Regions from separate parts of the Sus scrofa genome. Here region 1 is linked to region 2. Evidence: chromatin contacts called from public Hi-C data. All regions are on one chromosome and are shown on one strand. Each heading gives the region's core, a stretch centred on a gene start, on an enhancer-like site or on the middle of the called end of the contact. The rest is flanking DNA. Distances are from core to core; before and after follow the strand shown. Region 1 holds the start of DNAJC24 (dnaJ homolog subfamily C member 24). Region 2 holds the start of IMMP1L (inner mitochondrial membrane peptidase subunit 1).

Evidence for each region. A called contact is a pair of places that touch in the nucleus more often than the background predicts.
Region 1: a Hi-C map of skeletal muscle shows a contact between it and region 2, with 4 times the contacts expected there. The contact joins the promoter of DNAJC24 here to the promoter of IMMP1L in region 2. A contact is called at or near these places in 1 of 5 promoter capture datasets (liver), 3 of 47 Hi-C or Micro-C datasets (alveolar macrophages, heart right ventricle and skeletal muscle) and 1 of 2 datasets of contacts at active chromatin or transcription factors (alveolar macrophages).

The regions. Positions count from the first base shown.
Region 1 is chr2:29,360,522-29,368,405 of Sscrofa11.1, forward strand. It overlaps DNAJC24 (dnaJ homolog subfamily C member 24), which reads right to left and starts at 4,723. Exons shown (of 4, transcript XM_021085296.1): 1 at 4,579-4,723; 2 at 3,607-3,750. The coding sequence starts at 3,717. It overlaps LOC100517025, which reads left to right and starts at 4,660. Exons shown (of 41, transcript XM_021085289.1): 1 at 4,660-4,787.
Region 2 is chr2:29,225,336-29,232,217 of Sscrofa11.1, forward strand. IMMP1L (inner mitochondrial membrane peptidase subunit 1) reads left to right here and starts at 4,875. Exons shown (of 7, transcript NM_001245014.1): 1 at 4,875-4,980. ELP4 (elongator complex protein 4) reads right to left here and starts at 4,757. Exons shown (of 10, transcript XM_003122892.6): 1 at 4,492-4,757. The coding sequence starts at 4,714.

The DNA of each region.
Region 1 (7,884 bases), core at 3,473-5,972, 140 kb after region 2:
ACTTCTGAAATGAAATAGACAGAGTCCCGAAAAATACAATTCACCTATGTTGACCAATCAGGAATTAGAACATTTTACTAGCCCTACGGCCTCTAAAAGTAGTTAAATTCATAATTGCAAAACTTTCCACAAAGAAAACTTCAGGCCCAGATGACTTTCCTAGTAAATTCTATTAAACATTTAAATAAGCAATCTTACACAAACTTTTGCAGAAAAGAGAGAAAATGGAATCATTTCCCAATTATTTTATGGAGTCCGCATAACCATGATACTAAATTTAGACACATATAGAAGAAAATAAAGTTACACCAGTATATACCATGAACCTAGACATAAAAATCCTTAACAAAGTAACAGCAACTACCATCTTGCAATACATAAAAAAACCACAATACTTCATAAACAAGTGTGATTTGTCCTAGGAATGCAAAATAAGCTTAACACAAGAAAAGACAATATAATTCAATACATTAACAGATTAAAGAAGAAAAATTAATATATAAAAGCTTCAATATATATTTTTAAAAAAAAACCTAACAAAGTTCAATACCCATTTGTGATAAATACTCTCAGAAGCTAGGAACAGGAAGAACTTCCCCAATCTGATAAAAAGTATCTTAAAAAACACAGCTAACATTTTATTTAATAGTTAAATACTGAAGCCCTCCTCCCAAATCAGGGACAAGACAAAGAAATTTCCTCTCACCACTTCAACTGAACACTGTAATATAAACATATAACTAGTGCATCAAGGCAAGAAAAACAAATAAAAGGCATTCAGATTCAAAGAATTAACTCCCTTTATTTGTAAATGGCATAATTATGTTGGTAGAAAATTCTATGGAATCTACAAAAACAGCCGTAGGACAACTGAAAACAAATTACCAAGAGTGTGGGATATGAGATCAGTATATAAAAATGAACTAGAGTTCTATACACTACCAATGAGTAGCTGAAAAATGAAATAAAAAGAAAAAACATTTACAATGAACCAAAAAATAAGAAAAAAAACCCCAGAAATAAATCCAAAGATAGACTGTAATACTGTACTGAAAGTTCTGAAATATTTCTGAGAAACCAAAGATGACAAGTAATAGAGAAGATATAATATATTAATGAATTAGAGGACTCAATATTGTTAAATGTCCAGACTGCTAAAGTGGATATATATTCAACACAGTCAAAATTAAAATGCTAGCAGGATTTTTTTTTAGTAGAAATTTACAAGCTGATTTTAAATTTATATTTCTATATTTAAGCAGAATATACAAATACAAATATTCTTTGCAAAATAAATTTGAAAAGAAGAATAAAATTAGAGAACTTAACTTTACGTGACTTTAAAACTAACTGACTATAAACCTACAGTAATCAAGACAGAGGTATTAGTAAAGGATAAATATATCAAACAGAATAGAGTCTAGAAATAGACCCATCTTGCCAAGACAATCCAACAGAGAGAAGAAAATCTTTTCAGGCAATGATAAACAAATGGACAGCCACACCAAGGGAAAAACGTAACTTCCTATATCACACCATACACAAAAATCATATGTCTAAAGGTAAAGGCAAACTATAAATCTTATAGAAGAAAACACTAACCATAAAACAAAACTTTGATAAATTACATTCCACCAAAACAAAAATCTTCTCATCAAATATTATCATTAAGAAAATGAGCTGACAAATGATAGTCTAGGAGAAAACATATATAATATATGCACAAGATCAAGAATATATTTAATTTTTAAAAGAGACGTCACAAAAGACAATTATACAAATGGCTAAAATCACATTAAACACAGTGGTTCTCAATGAGATAGGGAGGTTTCCAAGTTTTTAGAACCAGGAAACATTCTTAGCTGTTACTAGCATCTAGCATGCTGCTAAACATCATACAATCAACAGGACAGCCCCACGTAAAGAATTATCCTGCCCCAAACGTCAGTGATGGCAAAACTGAAAAACCCTTAACAGATTAATTGAAAGAGAGTAATAGCATCAAATGTTGGTGAAGATGTAGAGCAACTAGAACTCTCTGATACATTACTAGAGGGTATGCAAAATGGTTCATTCATTTTGTCTGATGTTTGACAGATGTTACCACATTAAGTGCAAAGGGCTTCTTCTTGTCGAAAGAATGCCAACATGGCTACAAGGCCCTGCCCACATGATCTAGACCTACCTCTCCAGCCTCATATCCATGTTAAATAAGGCACAAGGATGAAGAAATTTTTCAAAAGTCTACTTGATTTTAGTGACAGAAATCTTAAACATTTTGAAACAAAAGAAACTTTAACATCATTTAGCTCAACTACTACCTAAAGCAGGGATAATAACATTTAAACAGTGTCTCTCACAATAAATAGTAAGCTATGACAAAATCTCATAGATTTGATAAAAACTAGAGAAAGAACTGATGTTATATAAGTAATACTCTTCTACTTTTTTCATAAACTGAGTTAACCAGACACCATTATAGTTACTGACATTGCTTAAGAAATCTCAGAATATAGATTGAAAAAAATTAATATGATAGTTGGGAAAGATATTATCTATTTATAAATATCACAACTCATTTCACAAAAGAATGGAGTCAGGTGAAGAGTGTTTGACCTAAATCAGTATTTTTCAATAAAAATACAATGCAAACTATAAATGCAAGCCACATATGCAACATTAAAATAGAAAGCAGATGAAATCAATTTTGATAATACTTATTGTATTTGTAAAAATATGCAAATAATATATATAAAATAAGCAAAATGTAATATATTCTGAAATATATATCCAAAATAACATATCCAGAATATTATCATTTCAATATTGAATCAACATAAAAATTTTTGATTATTATATATTATTTTTTGGTACTAAGTCTTCAAATTCCAATGTGTGTTTTACACTAACAGTGCATCTCATTCTGGACTAGCCAAGTTTCAAGTGCGTTAATAGCCACTGTTAGCTAGGGTCTATGGGATACTAATGTTGACTATTACATGGCACATTTCAAGGAATTTTACAAAGATTATTTCATTTAATCCTTCTTGAGGAACATACAGGAGAAAATAACTTGTCCAATTTCTCAAGGAAGTTAGTGGTGGAATCAGGATGACTCAATCAGCATGACTCAGATCTGGTCCAAACCATCATGCTAGCCCATCTCAAATCAACTTTTTTTCTTTCACTGAAAGTTTCAACTAATCAAATTGATACTCTGATCAATCTTTTTTTGTTTTTGTTTTTGCTTTTTTCTTTTTAGAGCACACTTAGTGGCATATGGAAAATTCCCAGGCTAGGGGTCAAATTAGAGTTGCAGAGGCCGGCCTACACTACAGCCACAGCAATGCCAGATCTGAGCAGCATCTTTGACCTACACCACTGCTCACAACGACGGATCCTTAACCCACTGTGAGAGGCCAGGGATTGAAAGGGCATCCTCATGAATACTAGTCGGATTGCTTACCCCTGAGCCACAACAGGAACTCCCTCTGATTCCTGCTTTGATATCATTTATTCATTTTATGGAAACCTAAATTTCTGGTCACCTAAAAAAACTGATCCCCCGGCCCCCAATGATTTAGAATCTGAAAGAAAACGACTTACCATTAATATGAGTTTTTGATACTTTTGTTTTAGGTCTGACACACTTGCAGATGGGTCTGCCCCTAGAATGCTGTACCAATCCTTTCTTGGTATCTGCTCAAATGCCATCATCCATCCAACAAGAAATGAGCCTTCTCAGATCAGCTGAATAGAAAAATTGATGACAATTCATTACGATTTGCGTGTATCTAAGAAATAACAAGGAACCGTTTTTCTAAGTTCTTCCATATTTGAGTAAATCATGATTACAGTGCAAACCTGAAGAAGCGTATCTTTTAATTTTAAAACGTGCTAAGAATTCCATGGGTAAGTATACAGACAAGTGTGGAAAACCTATTAGATGTTTCATGATATACGCTTATATCTTAAATTAATGAATATACAAAAGCAAAAAAAAAAAAAAAAAAAAAAAAAGAGAGAGAGAGAAAGAAAAAAAAAATTCGATAATGATCCGGAGCAGTGGATGACTGCTAGATGACTGCTAGTATTTCCGCTAGTTTCTTGGTAAAAGCGACACACAGTAAGTGCTCAGCAAACACACTAGAGTTTAATTAATGTTTACAAAATGAGTAAATATTTCCTAAAAGCAAAACAAAACACCAAAGAATTAACATGAATCTGGGAGCATTCCCTCCTAATTTTTCCAGTTCACCTCTTTTCTTCCAGATTACCTTAAAAGAATAACAGGTGAAACAGCTCGTCAGCAGCGGCAGGTAGAGAGCAACAGTCCCTTGGGCAGAGGAGACGCGCTCAGACCACGCAAAGAGCGCCTGAAGCTGTTCACTGAAGGATACCGCAGCCCTCCAGCTTGCTTCCCGAAACACAGCCCGCCAGAAGCCCCAGAACCAGGCAACCTCTTCCCGCAGCAATGAGTTCAACGAGACATCCGGGGTTTCCTAAAATTGGGACTCGGAAATCCTCGGCCTCCACAGGTCAGCACCCTACCCTGGATTCGCCTCTTAGCAAACTTACCAAACTTAGCAGAGCCATTAAAGCCCACTGCTACGGCTGTCTGTCTAACCACGGAACCGGCTTCTGCTTCCGCCGGAAGTCACTGCCCTGACGTGATCACGTTTCTAGTCGAGCCGCCCAGGCTGAGGCTCCGATCGGAAGCGCCGCTCCGCCCTCTGGACGCGGTCGCTATGGTAACCCAGTGGCATTTTCCAGGGCGTTTGTCATCAGTAAGTGCCGGAGCTGTGGAAAAAGGCATTCTTCTTTTTTCTAACTCACTCCTGTCCTGGCTTCCCGACTGTCGCTTCTCTCCTCTTCCTCAGAGAGCACCCCCCGCCACCAGGCTTTCGCCGCCTTCCCCAAAGCTTCCTCCGCTTACCCTACCCAGCGCTGCTCCCAGTCCTTTTGTGGTTGGCGAACGTAGTACCGTGGCTGGGGATGGGATGGGGTGGGGGTGGGGATGCTGGGGTGGGGGGGTGGGGATGAAGAGAACGCTGAGGAGCTCTGACTCGCCTTTGTCCCCACACGTGCCTTCTAATGTTCTCATTCCAAAATGAAGGGAGCTAAAACCTATGCTGAGCAACGTTTTTCTTATTCAGTTTCAGTATTTTTTTTCTTCTGGAAAAGATGTTCAACGTAATTATTATTGTTTTTTTGGATCTTAGCAACCGACTTAAAAAATGAGAAATTTTAAAAGTCCTTTCACACTCAGCAAGTCTACCTATTGCCAGGGCAGCTATGCTATCTTTAAAGCTTACGGAAAAAGCAGAATAATACTCTCTTTTTGAGGCAGTTGCTGGGCACTCCAATGGGCACTGTTAAGTTTTTTGGTTGCTGTTGTTACTTTTTACTTCTCTCTTGGTTCATTCGTTCTGTTGTTCCCTTTTATTATCAAATCTCTGTTCCGCTTACCCAGTATTGACCAACCTTGTTTGCATTGTGCCTGGAGGTGAAAAAAAATGCATTTTATTGCTTGGCAGCATGATATAATTTTCACTTGGAGATGTTGAGGTAGTTTTGTTACTGCTTAGATTTGCTTTCCTTTATCTTTTTTATCTTTCTTCTACCAAATCTCATTTTGAGAAGCTGCGAAGACAAACCCTAAGTACATAAATAAGATATTTTGATATGGTCAGTTATTGAATGATGTTAGAAACTATAAAAGAAAAACTGAGTGATATAGGAAAGTGTAAAAATCTCAAGGGAAAAGTTTAAATTAGGTTCTCCATTGGGTTTTAAACATAGGATATTTAAAAGCAGACAGCGTTAAACTAAGTCAGAGAATCTGGTGTTCAGTCCTGGTTCCAGCATAACTTCTTTGTGGCCCTAAGGATACCTAAAATGACAGAACTGTTATTCTGAAAACCTTCTTATACAGTGCTGTCAGAATGGTACCTCTTGAATTTTTCTAGCCCTTAAACTTCCCTTTTCCACTGCAGGTTCCTTCTTCGTTGGATTCAGGTCATCCAATTTTTACAGCAAGAGCACCTTATTTTGATTTATAATTCTATTAAGGCATCACGTTATGTCTTTTATTCCCTTTTTTGAACAGAATTCTAAAAACCTAATCAGAGTAACTTAGTTTTCTCAATTTACTTTTTTAATACTTGTATTTTTTATTTATTTGGATTAGAGAGAATTACTTTTTTTTTGTCCCCAGAAGATCCCAAGTGTTTTGTCACTTCATATCAACATACTTTGGTTTGCATCCCAAAGCATATTTTTGCAACTTTTTCTTTCCTCTCCATCATATCATTATTCCACAAAAATGATCAGTAATTCATTGATGTTGTTCAATATCTAGTCCTTATTATATTTCCATAGTTGTCTCAGAAATGTCTTTTTATGGTTAGTTTGCTTGACTCAGAATCCAAAGTCTACACATTTCATTTTGTTTTTCTGTCTCTTAAATATCTTTTGAACTATAGCAGTTCCAATTCTCCACTACTATGGTTTTGTTTTTCCCTGCCATTAGATTATTGAAACACAGATCAGTTGTCTTACAACCTGAATTTATCTGTTTATTTATATTAGAATAAACTTCTTTAAACATTTTTTACGTGAATACTTTCTCATTAACTTTCCTTCATTTTTTTTTTCAGATTCTAGGGCAGTACAGTCCAATAGAAATACTATGTAAGCCACAAATGCAAACCACGTGTGATTTTAAATTTCCCATTAGCCATGTTAGGAAGTAAAAAGAGACAGATGAAATGAATTTTAATAATACATTTATTTAACCCAGTATGATTATTTCAAAATGTAATTGATATAAAATAATTAAAGAGATATTTTACATTCTTTTTTCATACTAAGTCTTCAAAAGCTGGTGTGTATTTTACCTGTACAGCCCACTTCAATTTGGACTAGCCACATTTCAAGTACTCACTAGCTCTGTCTAACTGGTGACTATTGAACAGAGCAGGTCTATAGGATAAAGTCCTCCCTCCTTAACCTGGTGTTCAATTACCTTCCCAATATGATCCTCGTTTTCCAGCCTCATCACCTATTCATACATGAAACTTTTAAACAATTGAATATTTTGTTACTTCATCCATAATTTTGTTCAGATGGTTCCTTTTGCATGCAACACCATAGCTTTTTCTTCCTCCTATCTGTTTTATTCCTCCTTTAAGACCTGTTTTCTTCCATCAAGCCTTTTATGACAACCCATCCTTAGAAATCACTTCCTCCTCTGGACTTTCATAGCAGTCCTGAGTTTACTCCCCATTTGTACTCATAGGGTATTGTTACACTTTAGATATATGTTCTAATATAAACTGTAAGATAAACTCTCTGAGGGCAGAAACACCTCTTAGAGAAACTAAGCACCAGCTTTCTGGCTATGTTCTCTGGAGTTCTAATGATATATTCTAATGATGTGTCCATAATAGGTTTCTTTCTATTTTATTTTAAGGAGGTAATTTATCCATTTTGTAGCAGAAATATGTACTGTGTTAACATAATGGTTAAGAGCATGAACTCTGGAGTCAGACTGCATAGATTTGTATCCAGGTTCTGTCTCGTGCTGGTTATATGAACACTTTAATCTCTGTGTCTTGGTTTCTTATTCTGTAAAATGGAGAAAATAATAGTACCTCCTTTATAGGTTTGTTGTGAAGATTAAATGAGATAGTGGTGTCTGAATGTAGTAAATACTCAGTAAAGATTAGCTATTATTGTTGATAATGAAATATTTATTGCTCAGTTTTGATGTATTAGAACATTAAGAATTCATAACAGTATTTTAGGAATTTCTAAACAGAGCAAAAGAAAGCCACATACTATTAAATTGGAAAAATAAGACCAAACCCAAATGTTTGTTGA
Region 2 (6,882 bases), core at 3,625-6,124:
CCAATAGTTCGCTGAAATAAGACAGGTAAGATTGGGGCAAGTGCTCATCTTATTTCTAAAATGAAACATACAAAGGAGTAAAATGACCTTGTTTACTACCTCTTCTATCCTTTAATCATATCCTAGAGAAATTACCAATAATCTAAGTCATTAAACAAAGAAACTTTTGATTTTAATTCTAGACTCTTTAAGAGGTATATTTATCTCCAGCTTACTAAAAATACACATAGAACATTTTATCAACATGTAAGATTATGTGAGTTTGAAAGCTTGAAATACTATGCAATTTTGATATTTTAAAGTATTAATTTCAAGATTTTACATTTTAAAAATGACAGCATTTTGTCTTAAAACTACAAAGAACTCTAAGAGTTTAAAATACATTGTTCAAAATTTAATTAAGATCTTGTGATTTTGCCAACATCCTTCTATTTTATGATTTTTTAAATATGAAGAAAAGATTCTTTAAAAAAATTCATGTGAAAATAGTTAGAAAGTGATATCCATATTAATTTAGAGGGAGAGAATTCAATCCCCACACACTTCCCATAACAAATCTCTAATTAAGCTATAAATTTAGGATAAACAAGGTCAAATTAATATATTAGAATATGGAGGCCCACATGTGACATCTTATTTTTACCATAAGGGCATCTCCTTTTTCAAAGTCAGAGAAAGTAAAAGGGAAAAAAATAAAAAGTCAGGAAAGATAAGTGATTTACACCAGTCCTTTCCAGGGCTCACTATAAATGCATAGTTTTGCTTAAAATAATGAAAGGCATTTTTTTAAGGAAAAATGCAATGTAAAAGATCATATCCTTTCCTTGGTTCATAACAATATCCTTAACTACATAACACCTCAAATTAAATGGTGCTTACATCATTAACAGGTCTACTTTTACTTCTCTCTCTAGGAGGTATGAAACATCCCAACAACTCTTAATTATTACAGCTACTGGCTGGGCAAATACAGGAATCAAAATAGAAAAGCCATCAACAGGAGCTCCTGCTGTGGTGGAGTGGGTTAAGAATCTGACTGCAGCAGCTTGGTACACTGCAGAGGCATGGGTTCCATTCCTGACTCAGCACAATGGGTTAAGGATCCAGTGTTGCCATGTCTGTGGTCTAAGTGGCAGCTGCAGCTCAGATTCAATCCCTGGCCCAAGAACTTCCTTATGCCGTGGGTGTGGCCATAAAATAGAAAGAAAGAAAGAAAAGCCATCAACAGTGAAAATGGTTCTATAGATTAAATCACATGAAACAATTTTATAAAGCAATACAAATGAATAAGGTACATTTACCTCAAATGCACAGTTATCATTAAAAATCATAACCAAGGTTATGTTAAATAGCCCAAGCTGAGTGTATTTCATCCCAGCCACCAGATTAAGATACAGTGGAGCAAAGGAAATATGCCCACCAGTATTCACTATTTGACAGCTGTGTTGAAATCGGCAGTATCATTAAGCTTCTTCAGAGTTGTCTTCCTGGACTATTATTTACCTTAAATCCCTATCTTCCATTCACTTGACTGTCCAAATTTAAATAGTTCTGAAGAGGACAGAATTTAAGCCATTTAAACCTGAGAAGTCACCCTTCCTTCAAGTATCTTTTTGAAGGATGAGACTGGAGGATAATTCCTCCAGGTTAGACAATAAGGTCCTAAAATGGTCCTTTCTTATCCTAGGAAAAAAGAAAGTTCTGGCTAGAATCTTTTACCAACTATAATCTCAATTTTGAAGAAGAAAAATGGAATATTTACATATAGTGTTTTCAAATAACAAGATAAATGTCTTAGAAAGGCAGGGTTGAGAAACTAGGTTAGGAAACCTCAGAACTTAAAAATTAGCTAATTGGGGAAATCTATCTTGATATCTAACAAATTAGCTGTCAGAACACGAGTATTTAATACAATTAGATTATGTAAAATTCAGTAATAGGAAATTCTCAAATGTATAAAACACTTTGGAGTAAGCAATGGAAATATTAGCATATCATCAAATAACTAACATTTCATTAGCCGGTATTATACCTTTTCAAATATATTTTGCACTTGTGCTTAAAACTGCAATGATGTCACAATGGCACTAATAAAATATCACTGCAGTGTATGGCAGTGACAATACAATATTTACCTGTTACACAGTAACTACAGAATATATTTAGGCAACAACCACAACATCACAGTATAGTTTCATCACTCTGATATAACATCCTACTATCATTACATTTTGTTCTGATATGGTTATATTAGGCTTGTCACAATCTTAAATAACATTTAGAAAACAAATTAATCTGAATCACTTATACTTTTGTGTATACACACTAGCAGCCAAATGTTTCACTTTCAAATATGTTTTAATGAAAAACAAATGTATAGGGTTAGCTCCAAAGGGCCATACAAATTAGAAAATCAAAATACAAAAATGTCATTAAGAAGTTAACAACTAAAATACTTCAACATTATTCCAAATGTCGTAATTCCTATTATAACAATGTCTTCAACATCTGTGCATTCTTAGAATTAACTGTATACATGCAAAATATATTTCAAAATATCTCAAAACTGACACATTTCAATCATCTTAATGAACACTAATTTTTAGGGTTAGCTTGTTATAGTTAAATTACTACAGTTCCCATCCCTAAGCAAATCTAGAAAAATTTTAAATTATGGTTTAAGTTTATATCACTGTGGAAACACATGAAGAAGGTGCTTTGGCTCACCTTGCTGGTGGGTGCTTTAAAAGATATTTGCTTTAATCATAGAGCCAATAAATGGTTAAAAAACACCTGAAAAGAATTCCCAAAAATTTGAAACAGTTGCAGTATAACGCAGAGCACTTAATAAGGACCCTAAAGATTAGCCCAGACTGTCACTATTTTTGTGATTCTGTTTATGTCACTTAATCTGACTCTGTTTTTAGAGCTCAAACACATAAATCCATCCTACATGTTTCATAATCTCTTGTCCAAGTTTTTTTTCTACACATTAGTTTTCTTTCAACCAAGAAATTAGGAGAATCTACTACATGCAAGAAATAGTGGTAGGCACATTTTGTTATTCTAGCAAGGAATTAAAGGCATAATGTGATCTTTTTGTTTGGAGAATTTTGGGATCAAGTGAATGAAGTTATGATAGCTCCATTGATTTACAAAAAATAAATAAATTAATTAAATAAAAAAAATTAAGTTGAAATACAGGACAATACCAAATAAGGCTGATAAGGGAAAAAATGTGAGATAAATATTTGGTTGTTAGATATTTTGAATCCTTTCTTTTTACAGTGCCATGCAATTTAGGAAGGCAATAAACTTGAAACAGTTAAGGAAAAATACTAAAATTTATATAGAAATAACCAGGGTCCAGGTAAGGTGATGAAAAACAGAGGTAAGAAGACATACCACTTCTCACTGGTTGCTTGCTTTGTCACTTTCTATCTATGCACTAAACCTATCTGAAAAGTCTACCTTGGGGAAAAAAGTTACAGAGAAAAAATGTCAAATCAAATACAATAGGCGATGGCATTTGTAATATTTTATGAAAATGTATAAAAGGCTTAACTCACACACTTCACCCTATAAAAATGTATGAAATATAAACATAGACCAATTTTAAGTAGCATTGATAGGAATTAACTAATTTACAAGCTTTATTAACACAGCAGCTTTGTCCTACCAATCCAATCTGATCACTCCTTTCAACACAACAGTTATGAACCAAGCACATTCTTTAGCAGACTTCTCATGAAAAATTCCTGCATAGGAAAGCCTTAAAACTGGATTTCTTTTACTTGTTAAAATGCCAATCAATTTTAAACATATTGTTTGAGATGCAACTCTAGGAAGCAAAATATATAGAAAAAAATAAACAAAAACATATGTACACACATTTAATGCAGATATGGGTATGACTGTTAAGATCAAAGTCAGGTTTTAACTACTTTGGATCCACATAAGTCTTTAACATACATTCTCTTAAAGCCTGCATGATTTAAGATTGAGATTCAGGAGATAAGCAGCCTGGCGGTGAAAGAAGGGAAGTTACTTTTTTCAGCATTTTCTAATGAAACCCATCTCTCATATGGATATAAACTTTTCTAAGTTAGTCCACACCCTGAGCTAGTGGGGTTGGCAGAAGGGTGCCTTCAAGATGAGATCCTGGGAAGAATGCCAAACCGTCTCCAAACATTAATGATTTCTCTTGATTAGGAAACATGTCAGGGTAAAAGCACGTAGGGATCCTGTCGTAATCTAGAAGACTGGTGGGCAGGAACCAGAGTAGAAAGTGGGAGCATCAAAACAGATTTAGTTAACAGCATTTACAAGTAGTCACGCAACCCATCCTCCCCTCCATCTCCATCAGACCAGGCTATCCTCTCCAAGTCAGAAAGCGGAGGGTTCAGAGATGTGGGGTCAGGGTGGTTCCCCCGGCAGGTCCCCTCCCTAAGTTTCCCCTCTGTTGAGCCCAGATCTCCGTTCTGAACCGACCTAGGAGCTGGTCCAGGGCTGGGAGCCCAGTTGACACCAGCAGCTGTCCATTCCGCACAGACGGTCGTGTCCCCGCGATGGACACCAGTCGAGAGTAGCCACTGTCGGAACCGCTGGCTCTAGGACCCCTCCGCTGGAAACTGGTGACGTTGTTCTTGCTGGCCGCCGCCACTGTGGACCCGGGACTCCCGGTGCAGGTGCCGCAGGTCGCCACTGCCGCCATCTTGGAACTTCCCGCGTTGACCCAATAGGAACTCTGGGAGCTTAAGCAGCGGGCCTGTCAGAGCCAGCCTCAAACTCCCGCCTCCTTGCCGCCACCGCGGCTCTCCGAGCCAATAGAACGGAGAGTTCCCTCCTGAGTCAACTAATCGCGAGGCGTTTTGCTGAAAAGTGAGCTTACGTCAGGACGGTGGACTTCTGCGAGGCCCAGGTGAAAAAGGGACGCCTGAGTCCTGGGTGAGAGTCTTCCCGGGTACTTTGGGGCTAGAGGTGGGTAATATTGTTCAACATTCTTCTCGGTTTGAGTGCCTTCATTCACCTGAGTTAAAGAAAAGGTGGGGGAGCAATATATCAAGCAACTACCAGTAGGACCTTGCACTTTTCTCCCCTCGGTAGTAAAGAGGAAAGATAACCTGCCCCTGCCCCCTTCTCTTCTGATTTATGAGAGAAAATTCCGTCCGCCTCCGCCATCAGGTCTTTTTTTCTGAATGATTGAGTATTAATGAAGAATTTGGAACTTTTACCTCAGTAAGATGCTTGTTGAGCCCCTTGGTAGGTGGGTTGGATTTAAAGTGAAAAACTCTTGAGCTTAGGGGCAGTTTGCTTTTCCTCTGTCTTAAACAGCAAATGACAAAATGTACCTCTCTGACAAATACCCGTGAGTATCTTAATTTTAATTAGTGCTTCTGGAAGTCTTGGAGCGCCTTCCCATAAGTGGTGTGAATGATAAGTGTTACTCTGACAACCTTGTTCACACATTTAATTGTCGTTTGCTGTTAAGGCAGCTGCAAATAACAGAGAATACTTTACGTTTCTTTCCCGAAAAACTGATAAGAATTAGATGTGTATGTGCTTTCTTTTTCAAGTGATTTGTGAACTCTGAGTCGAGAGCTTATTAGAATAGGAATTTTATGCGGGGAAAAAATCATGTAATTTAGAGCTGTGTCGGTGGATTTAAATTTTTTTCTTAAAGTTTTGAGCCAGGCAGAGAGTGGGGGGTTGGAGTGAGTGATTTTTAAAGCATTCATGATTGACAAGTGTCTAAACTAAAAAAGACTCTCAAATTATGCTTGCACTACTAAGTTATTGTTGGTTTTGACAGTGATACCTTTAAAATATATCCAAACTCCATGAAAATTTTTGCCGTTGAATTGTTTTAAATAGCAATGACCTGTTACAACCTATTCGCTGATTCTATTTGGTAAAGTGGGATTGTATTACTAAATAATGACTAGAGTTTTTCATTGGGGAAATTATTGGTTTTTGTTTTTTTAAGGAAAAATGATCAGGAAAAAAACCCCACGAAAACACCACCTTACTATTTAGCAGTATATCTACTGGAAAACTTGATTAAGGTTTAGATGCTTTCATTTAGAATTTCACCAGCATAATCTGTAATCTAAATCATTCAATAAATAGCTGTTGAGTGTTCACTCTCTACTTAGACCTAACCTTGTCATTTTAGGCCTATAGAATTAAAAAAAGTTCTCATTTGGGGGAGATAAGATTAACACACCGAAAACAGTATAGCACTTAAACACATTGGAACAACATGTGTTAATTTGTCTTGTAGTAAATAAGTAGGAAGAAAACCTAAACAAAGGGCGACAAAGCAATCTAATATCAAATAGAAACTTCTTGGATAGTTTTGTTGCTCTAAAAACATTGAAGAACTACAAATATTGAATTTTTGTAGATTTCTTTACTATATAGTCCCTTGTTTTCTACTCTGCTTACTTCAGCCTTTAGTTTTTTTAGTCCTTGTTACTGGAACTGAAAAATTGTTTTTCAGCTTTAACTATAATCCAGGAAGCGTGACATATGAACAAGGCATTCCTGAATTTAGGATATAGCTTTGGTATAACATCATCGTAGAATAAATTAATTTGATCTGTCTTGATTTTTTTTTTTAACAAAGATAAAACCTTTGCTCTCAAAGCAAATAATCCCAAATACTTGAATTTACCAGTATGTAGAGTAGAATGTAAAACATTGGAATAAATGAAATATTTGTGGAAAGGAAGAGTTAAAAGGGTATATGTTTAAGTGTGGTGTTAAATGATTATTAAGCATTATTTATTGAACACAAACTAAATCCCATGAAGTGTGCTAAGTGCTTAGGTTACAGGAGAAAGGATACTTACTCTCTACCCTCCTTGAGTTCATAGGTTG